Regions from separate parts of the Mus musculus genome. Here region 1 is linked to region 2. A link is a contact called in public Hi-C data. All regions are on one chromosome and are shown on one strand. Each heading gives the region's core, a stretch centred on a gene start, on an enhancer-like site or on the middle of the called end of the contact. The rest is flanking DNA. Distances are from core to core; before and after follow the strand shown. Region 1 holds the start of Fzd1 (frizzled class receptor 1). Region 2 holds the start of Rbm48 (RNA binding motif protein 48).

Evidence for each region. A called contact is a pair of places that touch in the nucleus more often than the background predicts.
Region 1: a Hi-C map of uterus shows a contact between it and region 2, with 6 times the contacts expected there. The contact joins the promoter of Fzd1 here to the promoter of Rbm48 in region 2. A contact is called at or near these places in 3 of 39 promoter capture datasets (cranial neural crest and liver) and 2 of 484 Hi-C or Micro-C datasets (embryonic stem cells and uterus).

What each region holds. Positions count from the first base shown.
Region 1 is chr5:4,756,800-4,759,499 of GRCm38.p6, reverse strand. It overlaps Fzd1 (frizzled class receptor 1), which reads left to right and starts at 1,284. Exons shown (of 1, transcript NM_021457.3): 1 at 1,284-2,700. The coding sequence starts at 1,920.
Region 2 is chr5:3,595,155-3,597,854 of GRCm38.p6, reverse strand. It overlaps Rbm48 (RNA binding motif protein 48), which reads left to right and starts at 1,308. Exons shown (of 5, transcript NM_172991.4): 1 at 1,308-1,889; 2 at 2,410-2,600. The coding sequence starts at 1,653. It overlaps Pex1 (peroxisomal biogenesis factor 1), which reads right to left and starts at 1,789. Exons shown (of 24, transcript NM_001293806.1): 1 at 1,338-1,789. The coding sequence starts at 1,466.

The DNA.
Region 1 (2,700 bases), core at 35-2,534, 1.2 Mb before region 2:
ATCTCCCGTGTTAGCAGGTCATTTACTTCCCTTGCGTCCCTTTTGAGAATGGGTGGGCACTGCCATCACTGGTGACGTTCCTGTGCCCACTGTACTATGCCCTCCTTTAAATATGTGCCAGGGCTTCCTCTGTGCTCCCTACCTCCTGAGACAGTGCTCACTGTATCATGGATGCTTGGTAAATATCTAATGAAAAGTGAATCTGTATAAAAGAAGATAGAAAATAATTCGGGAACAGTCTCGTGAGATAATATCTAATGAAAAGTGAATCTGTATAAAAGAAGATAGAAAATAATTCGGGAACAGTCTCGTGAGATAAGTCTAATCGAAGGGGGGGGGGACTCTTGATAGAATTAATAAAACATAATAGCACTTTATTGATAAATCCGACTCACACAAGTTCTTGAAAATAAACTTGCAAGAACAAGCATGTGTGTCTGCTGAGGTTGATTATCCTGGTTTGAGTCGACTGACTGACTGTGCTTGGTCTTTCAGACTCACTTTGGTCATGTGTTTTGTCCTTCAAACTAATAGCTTCAGCTTTGACTACTTCCACTGAGGAGGAACTTAAATGACCCAGGCCTCAGAAGTTCCCAACAGACCCTGCAGGGTCCCCAGTGTTTAGAAGCGGCCCTCAAATGGTCCCAGATTGATCCTCCTGTCTGGATGTATGGCTCCCGTGTCTCACGCTGGAGCACCCAATGCGTTGGTTCTCAAGCCGGTTTTCCTCCAGCATTTAATGAATAGCTTCTGTTTTCCTTTACTTCTGTTTCTGATACCATTAAAGAGAAGGGGGAAAGTTTGACTACACGACGCATACTACTCACAGGAGCATCTGGGTTTACAATTTACATCCCACCAAACTTTGCGTTTTGCTTTCATTTGACAGCGATCGGGGGAAATGGCGCGTCCAAAGTCCACCAAGGCCAGTCTGTGAGCTCCACGGTTTATTGGAGTCATAGTTTAAACAAAACCTCGACAGACTTAAATTCAAAGGAAACCCGACTCTCAAGTCAGGGGCACGCAATCAGAACGCAGCACTCAAAGTAGCAGTCTGTGACCAGAGAGTCGAGGGTAGGATTATAAAATATGAAGACAGATAAAAAGCAAGACAGAGCTAAATCCCCGCGGCCAGCCGACTCCTATTCATTATCTCCTGCCGCATATGGGACCATTCTCTTACTTGTCCTCGCCCTTTCTTCTGCAAAAGCAAAAGCGACCTAGCCTGTCCGGCTTCATAGCTACTCTTTGTGCCGGAGCGGAGTCTCTGCCACCGCCACCACTACTTCCTCCACCTCCTCCGGTCTGCTGCGGGCTCCAGTCCGGGCTCGGAGGGAAAGGGCTCCCTTTGCGCTGTGAAGCGGGTGCTGCGATTGGGCGACGGTCCCTGAGCCGCCAGCTCCGCGTCGGTTTCAAGGCTCCTCCCTCCCGGTGAAAGACAGACTGGGGGGCGCCTAGAAACCCGTTGGAGGGCGCGCGAGGGAGAGCAGAGGCTGCGAGTTGAGGGATTGACACAAATGGTCAGGCGGCGGCGGAGAAGGAGGAGGCGGAGGCGCAGGGGGGACCCAGGGCGGCTAGGCTGCCGAGAGTTGGGCGCTCCTCTGCCCGGCTGCGACCACTAACGCGGCGCCGCCTGACAAGAGCCACAGCCTGCCGCGGGCCAGGGAAGAGGGACGCGACCCCGGCGCGCCTGGACCACTCTTGCTCTCCTCGCCGCCCGCGCTTCATGAACCGCAAGTTTCCGCGGCGGCGGCGGCGGCTGCGGGACGCGGAGCAGAATCCCGGGGAGCGGGCAGAGAGCGGCCGCACCCCGACGGAGGGCACGGGCGACCAGCTCTCCCGGATCACAGTGGGAGCCACCACCCGCCGCGCCGCTGCCCGTCCCAGTCAATCCGCGCCGAGGAGGGAGCCGAAAAAGTATGGCTGAGGAGGCGGCGCCTAGCGAGTCCCGGGCCGCCGGCCGGCTGAGCTTGGAACTTTGTGCCGAAGCACTCCCGGGCCGGCGGGAGGAGGTGGGGCACGAGGACACGGCCAGCCACCGCCGCCCCCGGGCTGATCCCCGGCGTTGGGCTAGCGGGCTGCTGCTGCTGCTTTGGTTGCTGGAGGCTCCTCTGCTTTTGGGGGTCCGAGCGCAGGCGGCGGGCCAGGTATCCGGGCCGGGCCAGCAAGCCCCGCCGCCGCCCCAGCCCCAGCAGAGCGGGCAGCAGTACAACGGCGAACGGGGCATCTCCATCCCGGACCACGGCTACTGCCAGCCCATCTCCATCCCGCTGTGCACGGACATCGCGTACAACCAGACCATCATGCCCAACCTGCTGGGCCACACGAATCAGGAGGACGCCGGTCTGGAGGTGCACCAGTTCTACCCTCTGGTGAAGGTGCAGTGCTCCGCCGAGCTCAAGTTCTTCCTGTGCTCCATGTACGCGCCTGTGTGCACCGTACTGGAGCAGGCGCTACCGCCCTGCCGCTCCCTGTGCGAGCGCGCACGCCAGGGCTGCGAGGCGCTCATGAACAAGTTCGGCTTCCAGTGGCCAGACACACTCAAGTGCGAGAAGTTCCCGGTGCACGGCGCAGGAGAGCTGTGCGTGGGCCAGAACACGTCCGACAAAGGCACCCCAACTCCCTCCTTGCTACCAGAGTTCTGGACCAGTAATCCGCAGCACGGCGGCGGTGGTTACCGCGGCGGCTACCCGGGGGGTG
Region 2 (2,700 bases), core at 59-2,558:
CCTGTCTCGAAAAAAACAAACAAAACAAAACAAAACAAAACAAAAAACCAGGACAGGAAACCTCATGTGTATCTAGCTCCACCTTTCTATAAACAATAAAGATTAGATATAAGCATGCAAGACTTAATCCAAATGCTTAGTATTTTACTTCTTCACTTCTCAAATAATAATAAAAATAATAATAAAGACCAAGACTATGTAATTCCTAAACAGTGATGAATCCAAGGAAGCAACAACATGTCAGGTTCAAATTCTTAGCGACCATAAGGAAGCATTTTTCTAAACTCATGGGGTGGTAAGCTTAATTTGAGATTTGAAAATACACTGAAAAATCCCCATCAGAAATGACAGGGAATAATGATCCAAGCTGGGATTTGGTAACAGTGAATGATTCCTTTCAGTCACCAGAAAGCAAACCAGAGAGTTAGAGAATATTTGGTGGAGATAAACTAACAGTAAGAATGGTTCTGATGAAATTGGTGTGTTCTGATAGGTGGACTGTAAAAGCAAGATAAATGTAGCAAAGAGGAAATAAAGGTAGAATACTTGAAGTCATTTCAAACTCTTGTATATTTTTTTTATGACCCAGTGTTCAGGTACCATGCATCTAGGATTTTAGATTTCAAATACTCTAACCCCATGAATACACTCAAACTAAGAGAGTCTATTTCTGCTCACTCTTAGGAAAATATGGATGCTGTATTTCCACCGATGGTTAATAGCCTTGAAACACCATAATGACAGAATCCAGACAGCTCGCTGAGGTCCAAGTAATCCTAGCTACCGAGGTGAAAGTGTGGGGTGTGAATAATTCCATCACCTTGTCACCCCGCCCCACCTCCCTCGCCGCACATATTCTTGCTATGTTCGAAGTCCTCCGGAGCAGGGAGAGCTATCTATCCTTTTATTAACCTTTCGCACAGGTTGGAAACCTTGGTAATCTACAAACCAAGTCTGCCACTCAACACCTCTATCGCTGCACCGGCAACTCGTTGGCAGGATAATGCTTTAGCAACCTGTAAGCAAACCTGTAAGAGCTCTCTAGAACTTTCCATCCTTGAGTGAGGGCCGCTTCTGACTGCTGGGGCAGAACCCTTGCATGCTCAGCTTGCTTTAACCGAGTTAAAGGGGTGCACTAGGAATTCCACGGTAGGGTCTGAGGATACACTAGCCGTGGTGTGGATGCACACGCTGCCACTCCACGCCATGCCCGCAGGGGGCCCTCGCTCACGCCTCAGCTCGGGGTCGGTGGCAGACGATGTCCCTGCAGGAAAAGGTGTCAGCTGACCCTAGTCCCACGAGACGTCAGTGGTGTCCGCGTCCCGCCAGCGCGTTACCTGCAGCAGGTGAAGCTGGGCCACGAGGCGCCGCGGCAGATGCAGGAAGCAGTCCCGAGCATTCGTGAAGGCCACCGTCACGACCGCCCCACCAGACCCCGCACCCGCTAAGCGATCGCTGCTCCACATTGTCCCAAGGTTCAACTCTCACCGGAGAGCGGAGTCCACCGGCTTCTCGTCAGGTGAGAGCGTCGGAACCCGAGAACATCGATCAGGCCCGCCCCCCTCTTCCCACGCCCGGCCGCTGTCACCCTCGGGCCACCTCCGAAGCTCTAGGGGGCGGCACGTCGCTCGTCGAATTCTCGCTCTCAGGAGATGATCGTCGATGGGGTCGATCCTTCAGCCAATCCTAGCACGCCTGGTCCATCCTGCTCTCTTATTGGACTCAGAGGAGCGCGGCTGGCGGATGTTGTTCTGGCGCGGGGGACTAGAGCCGGCAAGATGGCATCCAGTGACGGGAAACCTGGTGGCGTATTCGATCACCACGTCCAGACGGCTGTGTGTGACTCGCGGGCCAAATACCGGGAGGGCCGACGCCCTCGCGCGGTCAAGGTAGAGTGACTCGGATTCTTCTCTCCCCTCGGCAGGGACACTAAATTCCTGTGAGCACTAGCTCCCCAAGGCCTGCCTCCATAAAGGCATGGCAGGGATGTTGTGAGATCCATCTCTAAGTGGAGGGGGCACGAAGAACCCGGGCCCCGGTACCAAAGGTTATCACTACCCTCGGTTAGCTGCTTACCAAACCTCCAACCCACTATTTTTAGCTTTGTATCCTATGTGTTTACAATAGCGCTTCTCACAGGGCAAGCCCAGGGTGAGTGAGTGTTCAGTGGCTGTTTACATTAACCTCTCTGGAGTCAGCTTTTGGAAAAGACGTCTGTTAAGTGGTTTAGTCAGATACCCTTATGTGGAGTGTGGTAGTCTTTAGGCAGAAGAGTGACAGTTTAGTGTGTATGTTTTGCAGACCGGATTGTTTCTTGTTTTCAAAGCTCCATTTAAAAGGGGGTGGGAGGACCGATTTGCCATAGGCTTGTTTGAAGAGTACATTTAACGAGGTCTCCTTTGACTTTAGGTATATACAATCAATTTGGAGTCTCAGTACTTACTAATACAAGGAGTTCCTGCAGTGGGAGCCATGAAGGAATTAGTTGAGCGTTTTGCTCTGTATGGTGCGATTGAACAGTATAACGCTCTAGATGAATACCCAGCGGAAGATTTTACAGAAGTTTATCTCATTAAATTTGTGAAATTACAGAGTGCAAGGTATGTACAAGTTAAGCAGAACTCCTGTTAAAATCTTATTCCTGTTGCTGTCATTTTGGCCCCAACTGTTTCCCAAATGTACCCAAAGCACAGAAGCACT